2 separate regions of the Mus musculus genome follow, and region 1 is linked to region 2. A link is a contact called in public promoter capture Hi-C data. All regions are on one chromosome and are shown on one strand. Each heading gives the region's core, a stretch centred on a gene start, on an enhancer-like site or on the middle of the called end of the contact. The rest is flanking DNA. Distances are from core to core; before and after follow the strand shown.

Region 1 (5,538 bases), core at 2,691-5,190, 580 kb before region 2:
TCCTCTGACCTCCAGACAAGCACTCGCACACACACACAATTTTTTCTGAGACAGTATCTTTCTATGTAACCTTGCCTGGCCTGAGTGCACTCTGTAGACCAGGCTGGCCTCAAACTCACTGAAATCCTCTTGCCTCTGCCTGCCAGGTATGCACCACCAGCCTCTGCTTAAAAAAAAAATTAATAATAAAGCATAAAGTGAGGCTGGGGGTGCAGCTCAAAACTCTTTACCTTGTTTGCATAGGTCCCTGGGTGCTTGGGCAATAAAAGAAAATACAGAACATACTGAGAAGAAAATGAGGAAACAGCCACAAAAGGCTAGTTGCTATGAACTGAGAACAGACCCTGTTCTAGGCAGTAGGGGGCAGCAGAAAGCATCACAATCGCCTCCCCCCCCACCCCGCCCACCCCCCCCACCCCCCCCACCCCCCAACCCCCCCACCCGCACCCTCCCTGCACCACCACCATTCAAAGACATGGAGAGTCCGTCTTTTAGTTCTCTGAATGCTTGCCGAAGTTCTTCCCATTCAGCCTTTTGCGTTTACTGCTCCCTTTTCTTGCAATGCATTTCCTCCAAATATCCTCAGAGTGTGCGCTCCTGCTCTGAAGACTGAGGCAGAAAAAATGGACTGAGCCCACAAGGTAGAGGCCAGCCTGGGCAACCTCTCAAGATCTCATCTCAAAAGGAAGAAAGGGTAATGCAATCCTTTCTTTATTGTCTGTTCTTTTCATCTTACTTTCTCGCCACCCAACAAAACATCATCTATTTGCTGGCCATGGTATGTCACACTTGTAATCCCAATGCTATGGAGACTAAGGCAGGAGGACCAAGTCTTAAGGACAGAGTGGGCTATATAGGAAGACCCTACCTTAAAGATAAAACATTCTCTTTTTTTTTTTTAAGATTTATTTATTATATGTAAGTACACTGTAGCTGTCTTCAGACACTCCAGAAGAGGGAGTCAGATCTCGTTACGGATGGTTGTGAGCCACCATGTGGTTGCTGGGATTTGAACTCTGGACCTTCGGAAGAGCAGTCGGGTGCTCTTACACACTGAGCCATCTCACCAGCCCCCTAAAACATTCTCTTATCTAGTTACTAGTATACCTGTATTTAATAGTTTTCTTACTAAATGTATAGAGACATATTACCATATACACTGTATGTTATATGTATAGGGTGATGCCTAGGTTTTATACATGATACACAATATATAAAATATTTACTATTTTTCTTCAGTTCCAGGAGATCCAATGCCCTCTTCTGGCCTCAAAAGGCACCAGGAATGCCTTTGATTCCCATACAGATATGAAGGCAAAAACACGCACACACACAAAACAAAATAAAATCTAAAAATAACTTTTTTAAAGAATTACTTATTTATTTTATGTATGTGAGTACACTGTTGCTATCTTCAGACACACCAGAAGAGGGCATCAGATCCCTTTACAGATGGTTGTGAGCCACCCATATGTGGTTGCTGGGAATTAAGAGCATTTTAACTATTGAGCCATCTCTCCAGCTCCTAAAAATAACATTTTAAGAATTCAGCAGTACACTGGAAACAACATATATAGGTTTTCACAAGTAAGCTTGTTCAATTTTGAGAATTTTGTAAACTGACTGTTAAATAACTATTGTTAATATTGAAACGCTAGGGCTGAAGAGTTGGCTCTGTGGTCAAAAGTCCTTGTTGCCCTTGAAGAAAACCCAGTTTCAGTTCCCAGCACTGACATGATAGCTTACCATCATCCTGACTCCAATTCCAGGGTCTGACACCTCCTGAACTCCTTAAGCTGCAGACGTGCATGTTTTCTGCATATACATGTAGAAAAAGAACACTCATACATATAAAATTAAATTGATCTTTAAAATGAAATGCTGATTAATCTCAGCATTAAGAAGGCAGAGGCAAACAGATCTCTGCGAATTTGAAGCTAGCCTGGACTACATAATGAGTTCTAGGACACCCAGAGCTACATAGTAACTCTCTGAGAACCTGTCTCAAAGAAATAAAATAAGAAATTCAGAACACTAGGGTGGGAAAAGCTGAAACCTCAGCACTTGGCAGGTGGGGAGTGGTTTGTGGGTTGGAGATCAGCTTGACCTATGTTGAAACCATGGGGAGAGGAAGAGAAAGAAAAATAATACTGTGAACTTAACGATTAAGTGGATAGGATTTTTATGCATAATAGATACTCAAAATGTATCACTTCCCAGTTATCTGACTATATCGCATTCATTTCCTATGTTCTTGAAGCCATTTCTCTTTTTGTATGGTCGAATTAATACATAATGATGTCCTGCTGCACCTGTGTTTAGACTACACATGGGTGACTTAAAATCTGACCAGATGATAGATAATATGTAAACCATGGAAACTAACAAATGCTACAAACAGGCCCAATCCCCTACCCTGCCAGAAGCCAGTTAACCATTTACCAGCGCATTGCTGAGAGCACTAGAATAGTGCCTAATACACAGTAAATACTTTCAATTATTGTGTTTCATGCACTAGGTCATGACATGAGCACACACACAAGAACACATACATAGGGGCTGGAGAGATGGCTCAGTGGTTGTTGGGATTTGAATTCAGCACTTCAGAAAATGAATTTTTAAAGAACATATACATATTCATACATGCATATATGCTTTAAACTTTTATTCGCCGGGCAGTGGTGGTGCACGCCTTTAATCCCAGCACTTGGGAGGCAAAGACAGGCAGATCTCTGAGTTCGAAGCCAGCCTGATCTACAGAGTGAGTTCCAGGACAGCCAGGGCTATACAGAGAAACCCTGTCTCGAAAAAACAAAAAACAAAAAACAAAAAGAAAGAAAGAAAGGAAGGAAGGAAGGAAGGAAGGAAGGAAGGAAGGAAGGAAGAAAGGAAGAAAGGAAGAAAGGAAGAAAGGAAGAAAGGAAGAAAGAAAGAAAGAAAGAAAGAAAGAAAGAAAGAAAGAAAGAAAGAGAGAGAAGGAAGGAAAAAGGAAAAACAAAAAATACAAAACTTTTATTCATTCATACATGTATTTATTCATTCGTTCGTTCGTCCGTTTATTTATTTATTTATTTATTTATTTATTTATTTATTTGGGGGAGGGGGCGCGTGACAAGTGCGCATGTTGGGGATCAAAGGACAACTTGCAGGAATCAGTCTTCTTCCATCCATGACCTTGTGTATGGGGAATCGAACTTGGGTGGTCAGATTTGGCGGCAAGAGCCTCTACTCAGTGCGTCTCGCAAATCCGTAGACATGCTTTTCAGTGGTGCGGGTGGAGGCGGTGAGGGCAGTGGTGGTGGTTAAAATGTATTAAAAAGTATTTGGAAAATATACAATTAGAAAAGGATGTGCATCCGATTAACACCGTGAATTCTAGATAGGTGATTATCCCTTCTTTTCAGATGAGGAAACTAAAGTTCTAAGGTGGCAAAATTGAAAGCACTTCAGTCAACCGGTAGAAGTAGGATTCAAAATTGCAAATCGTATGCGGTAGCTTCCCGGTAGTAAAATTCAAAATTGCTCGCCGTAGCCTCCAGGTTAGCTTGCTTTCGCAACAGACTTTTCACTTCGCGTGGTCACGCTCCACCCCCTTTGCGTAATTTCCTTTCCCTCCAGACTTAAAGAAAAATGGGCGTGGTCGTGCCCGCTGAATTTTGGGAAATGTAGTACATAGGTTAAATAACCGTCCCGATGTAAAAGGGAAAAGGCGGCCAAGTAAGTTATCTTGTCTGAGTGAGCGGGCGATGGGGGAGGGGTGGAAGTTTCCCACGTCAAGGTCTCTCCGTGTAGCCAGACTAGCCGAGAACTCAGGATCTTGCTCCGGATCGCAGCTATAGGACCCTGGCCTTGAAACAAAGAACAAAGAGCCGGTTCACAAGCCTTGCAAAACTATTGGCCAGACGATGTCAGTTGCATTCTGGGAACTGAAGTTCCTGTGACCGGGATATGTCGACACAAGATGACGAGACTAACGTCATACGTTGTGCTCCGGTCTGGATCTCCGTGGAACTGAACTGTTTTACAAAGCAAACTTTACCGCGTGGCGACAACCTCTAGGCGTGTACGACAGGCCTTCGGGTCCACTCCGAACACCAACTGGAGTCTGTAATTTTCAGTTTGCAAACTGTTCTCGAGGCTGGTGAACAGCCACGCTCTGTATCCAAGAGCTGAGGTAGGTCCTAGGGCACTGATGACTTGAAAGGGACCGAGACTGGAGGCATGCCTGCCCTGTCTCCAACTCGGGATGAGGGGATTCACTCTCGGTACTGCAGCTGCATAGTTCAGTCAAGCCCCGAGAAGCTTGCCTAGAGCAGGGAACTAGATTGTTAGGTGAACTCGAACGGGGTGCAGCATAGAGCTACACAACTGATCTGCTATCTGCTGGGCCGACTTGAAGGGTATTTGGCGGTTCTGATGGGCTGATGGTCTTTGAGGCTCTGCAGATGGTCTTAGGGATGTTACTAAAAGATGGGTCTTGAAGGTATTACACTCGTGGTGCTGTGTCTGCTGGAAAATTAATGAAGGCTAATAATAAAAGTGGTGGCTATTTGGCAGTTTACATAGTAATCGTATTGGTGAGGTTCTGGAGAGAATAACAGGTGCGTAGGCAGAGTGCTAAACTAATGGGGTCAGTGACGAAAGACAAAATAGAAGCTATATGAGTGACAGAGGTAATCTTTGTATTGATGCAAAGGATCCCAAAGGCCACTCGTGTGATCTTTGAGAGGTTGGTTGGAGGGCTGAGTTAATGGAGCTGGTAAATTGGTGTAATGGAGCCCTAACAGGTCATGGTCCTCCAGGCATTAGTGGGGATTAAGGTGGTAGTAACTAATGACTGGAAGCTTAATCTATGATGGAATTGGTGGACTGCAGAGTGGAGAGAGAGAGAGAGAGATTAGGCTATGGGAGATGGAATGAGGTTGTGTCGGGTAATAGGTGTGAAAAGCAAGGACTTAATGGAGGGAGTAGTAGGGTTCTGTGACTCTAAAGATAATGGAAATAACTAGAGACGGTCAGGTGTTGATAGAGATGAAATGGGCAGAGAAAATGGTTGCGAGAGAGATTACTTGTGTAGTGTGTCCGTGACAGTAGTTGGAAGAGAGCAGAGTCAGTAGTGGGTCCTCTGTCAGTTAACTGTGGAGTCTGTGATGTCCCTCAGAGATGGGGACCTAAATGTGATCAGAAAAAGGGCCTGAGAGTTCATGATAAGGTCCTGGGCTTCGGGTTCCATGTGTTGAATGAGCTGACTGTCGTGTGGGACCCATGAACTCAGTTAGCTGTACTTTGTTTTCTTTGACCTGCGCAGGACAGCATCAGCACACACTGTCTGCCAGCAGACTGAGATGGGACGGACATCTAAGGATAAACGGGATGTCTACTACCGCCTGGCCAAGGAGAATGGCTGGCGGGCCCGAAGCGCTTTCAAGCTCCTGCAACTGGATGAGGAATTCCAACTCTTCAAAGGTGCCTAATCTGGGGGCTAAGTGACCTGGGAGTGGAAGAGCAGGCTGCTTCTGAAGAACTCACTGTAGTAGC
Region 2 (5,937 bases), core at 949-3,448:
CACCCAGGGGACTAATATAGTAACCTCAGCCACCATTTACTTAGTTTAGCTTTACCCTGCTACTAGCTTTAATGGGGGTTTTTATTTCATCTACTTACATGCCTACTCAGCATTAGGTCATTTCCCAAAGGGGGAAAACGAGGCCCAGCGATCGCAAATAGACTGGATGGTGGAGAGCTCAAAGCAGGATTAGTTAAAGCTTGGTTTGGAAGCCTTTCCTCATAATCTTAACCGTATTTGACAAGTCCCAGTTGAACCTCGACCATATACCTGCTCTAGAGTAGTTCTACAGTGACTCCAGGGATAGTAAAAGTAGACCAGTGTCAGACAAGAATGACAAGAATCCATAAAAGATAACTTCCAAGAGAATTGATAGTTACAGAAATAATAATAATAATGATAATAATAATAAAGGTTATGGCTGGAGATTGTTGTATTCCTGTAATTTCTCCACGTGGCCAGCCAAGACAAGAGGATCACGAGTTCTAAGCCATGCTGGACTACCCAGTGAGAGACTGGCTCAAACAAACAACATCAAAGCAAAAAGGACCAGCTAGACTGTGGGAGGGGTGGTGGGCTGCTAGCCTGCTTGAAGACACAGCTTTTGAAGTGGAACCTGAAAGACCAGAAGCCAAATGAAGCCAACGCTGTGGGGGAGGGGCACGACAGTTATGAGAACGGCGAGTACAGAGGCCAGAGCTAAGTTTGTCATGTTCCACAAGTTCAGGTATTTGTCCCTGCTTGAATGCAGGCACTCAACACTGGGGAAAATGTTTCAACCTTTCCATTACTCAGGCATTCTCTCAACAATGGTGACTGTAAAAGGGAACCCCTTTCTTCATTTGGAAGGGACCTATGTTTGGGGCGGGGCAGGCAGGACCTTAGGGTGAATTCTAGCCTTTCAGTGATTGCGTTATACTTGAGTATAAACCAATGTCCAGAACACATTGGGGTGGGGGGAGTGTCCTGATTTCAGGTAACCAGGCACATGTCTCAGAGTTAGACACGACGAAGGCCAGAAGGAATTAATTAATTGCTTAGGAACACACCTCAAAAAGTCAACGTTTGTACCCCAAATTATACTCAAAGACCATCCCCTTACCTTGCCCAACTCTCAGCAAAAATGTGTGCTTTCTCTAGTCTTTCCCTAAAGCTTGTTTGGCCTCTCTTCTCAGAACCATAAAACAGAGGTCCAGTACCGAGGCCGAGAAGAAGTCTTGCCTGGAATTGGCCAGCACGGGTTACTGGGGGGGCTAGGCTCGAAGCAGACTGATGATATAGTCACTAGTATCCACCAGGTCGATCACCAGGTTCCGTTCCCAGTCTCTGCAGCACTGTCACCACCACTGCCCAAACTCTGGGAACTGACTGCATCCTCCTCATCCCAGTTTGGTACCAGTTGACTACAGAACCTGACCTGACCCAATCAGAAACACCTTTCAATTTTTATTCATCTCACTTATTGTGAACAATTACACCAGATCCAGGGGGAATTAAGTCTTACTACCTCAGACCCTGCCTGTTAGGTGGTTCTCAACCTCCCTAAAACTGCGACCCTTTAATACAGTTCCTCATGCTGTAGGACTCCTGACCACGACATTATTTTTGCTGCCACTTCATAAGTGCATTTTTGTTACTGTTAGGAATTGCAGTGTAAACATCTGTGTTTTCTGATGATCTCAAGGGACCCCTGTGAAAGGATCGTTGGACCCCAAAGGGGTCCTTACTCACAGGTGGAGAACCACTGCTCTATGCAAAGGGAAAACTTTTTAAAATTCAGAGCACTCCGAATTCAGGAAACATACCTGGCCTCGAGAATTTCGAGTTTAAACAGGGCCTCAGCTACCCCTTTTTCAGCTAAGGAAACTATTACTTCTTGACCTTTTGGCTAAGTTCAAAAGTAGAAAATCGAGTCACTCCCTTCCAAAGCCAGATTCCCTCGGTAGCTCTTTTGCATTAAAAAGAAAGAAAGAAAGAAAGAAAGAAGGAAAGAAAGAAAGAAAGAAAGAAAGAAAGAAAGAAAGAAAGAAAGAAAGAAAGAAAAAGTGAAGGGTCTACATATTCTTGCTCCTGGTACCTGGAGTTTCCAGGCACCTTGTAGATAAGGCTGTGTGCGGGACCCGTATCGTCTTCGGCCGCAGGGCAAAGGGGGCTTCCGGGGCGGCCTCCACCTGGCCCGGCCCCCTCCGGCCCCGCCTGCTTTGCTAGGCGCGGTGATTCATTCCCTCCTTTGCCCGGGGGGCCCCCTTCCCGGCCAGACGGCGGGACAGACGGCTGGGTGTGCAGCGACCTCGAACCCGTGAGCCAGAAAGCAGAGCTTCTGCGTCCCAGGGACTCCAGTACACCACCATGGCGGATTCTGAGCGTCTCTCGGCCCCCGGCTGCTGGTTAGCCTGCACCAGCTTCTCGCGCACCAAAAAGGGAATTCTCCTGTTTGCTGAGATTGTGAGTGTTCCCCGGCCGGAGGTTGGGTAGAGGCTGAGTGTGCAGGCTGGACCACTGGGTACGGGACTGTGGCGGTTGAGGCAGGCACGTGGTCCAGCTGCTTGCCAGTGGGATGCAGGTGGGTGAGTTTGTGGAGGAGGGTCGAAGCCAGCCAAGATGCAGGGCGTTCGGTGGGGCATGGGCGAAGGGGTGGAGAGCTGGTGGTTCACTGGTGAGGTGAGTTATCTATAACTAATGTTGGGGGCTGGGGATGTGTGGGTGCGTGTGTGGGTGTAGGTTCATAGTGGTCGGAGAGAAGGGGTCCTGGGGAGTGGGAGCCTCTCGTGGCAGGGCGTGGCCGGCCTGGGCACTAGCTGGCGGGCTGGCAGTGCGCCTAAAGGCGGGGCCTGTTGGGGTGGGGTAGAGCTAGTCCCCTCTAGGGTAGGGCGTTCCACACTTCGCCAGTTCTTCCTTGCCCATTTGGGACTGGATGGGAGGTCCTTTGCTCTTTGGATGGTTATAGGGAACCTTGGTTTTTCCATCCCCCTCCAAGTGGGCACCGCCTTTGGGTCACTCATAAAAGAGGTGCGGTTCCTTTAACGGAGCCCTGCCCTTCTAGTGTCAGTCTCCCCCCCCCCCCTTCCCAAAGGGGTTGCCTGGGGAACCGAACGTCCCTCCCCCTCAAGGCATGGACGCTGGCGCCACAAGCGCTCACAAAACACCTGGCAGAGCCACTCCCCTCAGGGAAAGGAGAACTGAAGCACATAATTCGGCATTTTTCTTACTGGTTGACCCTGGGCAAGCCACTTAACCTCTCTGTGACTCACTTTCCTCCTGTGTAAAATAAATGTATCTAGCTCATTAGATTCTCGTGATGATTAAGTGGAATACGACGTGTAAAGCCCTTAGACAATGCTTGGAAGAACACTGAGCATGCGAGAGGTGTTTCGTAATTATCAGATGTCATTTTCTCACTCCTGGTAGTTATTTGAGAAAAATGTTTTTTTTTTTTCTCTTTCTTCCCCATCCTCCCCTACCGTCTCTGGAGCGTGGGTGCAACCTAGGGCCTTGCATATGTTATGCAAATGCTCAGCCACTGAGCTACATCTTGGAAAGTAGATTTCCTCCCCTCCCCCATGGATATTTAGGTTTGAGAGCCCTCTTTTCTAATTTTTTTTTGTTTGTTTTTTTGTTTTTCAAAACAGGGTTTCTCTGTATAGATAGCCTTGGCTGCCCTGGAACTCACTCTGTAGACCAGGCTGGCCTCGAACTCAGAAATCCGCCTGCCTCTGCCTCCTGAGTGCTGGGATTAAAGGCGTGCGCCACCAAGCCCGGCTCCCTCTTTTCTAATTTAAACCATTGCTTTTAACCCGTGGCTGATTGAGCTCCGTTGCTCCCCTCTCAGATACTGTGCCTGGTGATCTTGATTTGCTTCAGTGCATCTACAACATCGGCCTACTCCTCCCTGTCGGTGATTGAGATGATCTGTGCTGCTGTCTTACTTGTCTTCTACACGTGTGACCTGCACTCCAAGATATCATTCATCAACTGGCCTTGGACTGTGAGAAAGGGGCCGGCAGTGCCGGGGCTGGGCAGGGGTTGGGACGTTGGAATGGTCTGCAGCTCTCACCTTTTTCTTGGCCCACTTCGCAGGACTTCTTCAGATCCCTCATAGCAACCATCCTGTACCTGATCACCTCCATTGTTGTCCTTGTAGAAGGAAGAGGCAGCTCCAGAGTTGTCGCTGGGGTAAGGGGCCCAAGAAACAGATGCAAAGTCTGGCCGCAGCAAGGATCATTTGGTGTGAAAACACTGTCCCTTGTCAGACACAGATCTTGTGAGAGGCAAAGGCAGCCCCTTTGTCAACCTGTTAGACTACCACGTGCTAGAACTTTGTCTCTAGTTGTAGGAAGCAAGCCCTCTGCATATGGGGCAATGGGGGTGTCTGTCCTGTGCTGAGAGGTATTGGGGAGATGGGGAGGTAGTAAGCATTCAGACTTCTGACCAGTCCCAGAGGTTTCCAGCCTTCCTAGCATGAGACTGGCGTCACTAACCTACAAGGGCCCCTCCCTGGAGGTGGATACAAAGACATGGGGGCTCAGTAGCAATGCCCCCTAATCCAGTCTCTTCACTCCTATCTATCCAGATACTGGGCTTACTTGCTACGTTGCTCTTTGGCTACGATGCATACATCACCTTCCCTCTAAAGCAGCAAAGACATACAGCAGCTCCCACTGGTAAGTGTGTGTGTGTACACGTATGTGCACACGTGTGTGCATGAACACTGAGAGCAGAAACAAACAAAAGGGCTGGGCAGTGGGAGCAAACACCTTTAATCCCAGCACCCTGGAGGCAGATCTCTGTGAGTTCAAAGCCAGCTTGGTCAATATAGTAAGTTCCAGGACAGCCAGAGGTATACATAGTTAGAACCTGTTTTTTTGTTGTTGTTTTTGGTTTTTTTGTTTTTAAAAAAAAAAAAATTAAGGGAAAAAAAAGGAAGAAAAAGGAAAAGGACCTCCTAGGGGAAGATATGACTGCCAACTGTGTCCCTTATTGATTCTTAATGTCTTTTGTGTCATGAAATGCCATGTGTCAGCATTCCTGTCTGTATAAATAGGCCTCTAGATTCATCGATGCTTTCTTTCTTCCTCCTGCAGACCCCACTGATGGCCCGTGATCGTCTTTCAGCTGTCTCTGCTACCTGTCAATAGCTCCTCCATCAAAAACTTTCCTCCTGTCGGGCGGTGGTGGTGCTCGCCTTTCCTCCAAGCTCTCAGGAGGCAGAGGCAGGTGGATCCCTGTGAGTTTGAGGCCAGGGCTACACAGTGAGATCCTGTCTCTAAAACAATTCCTTCTCCGGTTTCCACAACACTCCAGCCAATTCTCTGACCCCATTGAAAGTGCTTATGGTACAAGAGATTGAACCTAGAGCCGTGTGCATACTAGGCAAGTATTCTCCACTGAGCTACATCCCTGTAAAAGTGCCTTTATTGGGAGTTTTGTCTTCCAGCCTGCCAATCAACCCATCTGGGTGTGGCCACCTTTATGGGTGTGCCTAGATTCCCCTTTGCTCTGCAGTACCAGCAGCCGACATCAGTTCTGCTTGAACCATATCCCCACATAAGCTACAAAATGAGTGACCCACTACAAATAACCTTTTTCTCTGTGTGGGGTGAGCTGTGAAGGGCTAAATAAACAATAAAAATAATGTTTAAGTCTATAATGAATAAGTTAACTTTTTTTGATGTTAGCATCGGAAATTGAGGCAAAACCATTGGATCCAAGAAGCCAGGCCTGTTTCTTTAACAACTATTACATTGCTTCGCTAATACAAACAAGATGGAGTGCAGAAGGGGACCATGACTTAGTTTAGGACAATCATCATTTACACTGACTTTAGAAAGGTAGAATTCCTTCTAAAGTTGCCTTCCTTTAAGCCACGATGCAGTTCTTGTCCCGGGTCTGGCGAGGCATCACGGGGTGAGACTCCTGGACAAGTGGCTGGGCTGGGGA

Evidence for each region. Promoter capture Hi-C pulls out the DNA fragments that hold promoters and counts their contacts.
Region 1: a contact with region 2 is called in a promoter capture Hi-C map of pre-B cells, with 4 times the contacts expected there. The contact joins the promoter of Ftsj1 here to the promoter of Plp2 in region 2. A contact is called at or near these places in 4 of 39 promoter capture datasets (the C10 cell line, liver and pre-B cells) and 1 of 9 other capture datasets (pancreatic islet).

The regions. Positions count from the first base shown.
Region 1 is chrX:8,250,808-8,256,345 of GRCm38.p6, reverse strand. Ftsj1 (FtsJ RNA methyltransferase homolog 1 (E. coli)) reads left to right here and starts at 3,940. Exons shown (of 13, transcript NM_001290430.1): 1 at 3,940-4,174; 2 at 5,309-5,466. The coding sequence starts at 5,346.
Region 2 is chrX:7,667,651-7,673,587 of GRCm38.p6, reverse strand. Plp2 (proteolipid protein 2) reads left to right here and starts at 2,198. Exons shown (of 5, transcript NM_019755.5): 1 at 2,198-2,445; 2 at 3,830-3,985; 3 at 4,078-4,173; 4 at 4,571-4,661; 5 at 5,082-5,647. The coding sequence starts at 2,350. The coding sequence ends at 5,101. Prickle3 (prickle planar cell polarity protein 3) reads right to left here. Exons shown (of 9, transcript NM_001290624.1): 9 at 5,402-5,937. The coding sequence ends at 5,857. It overlaps Magix (MAGI family member, X-linked), which reads left to right. Exons shown (of 6, transcript NM_018832.2): 6 at 1-422.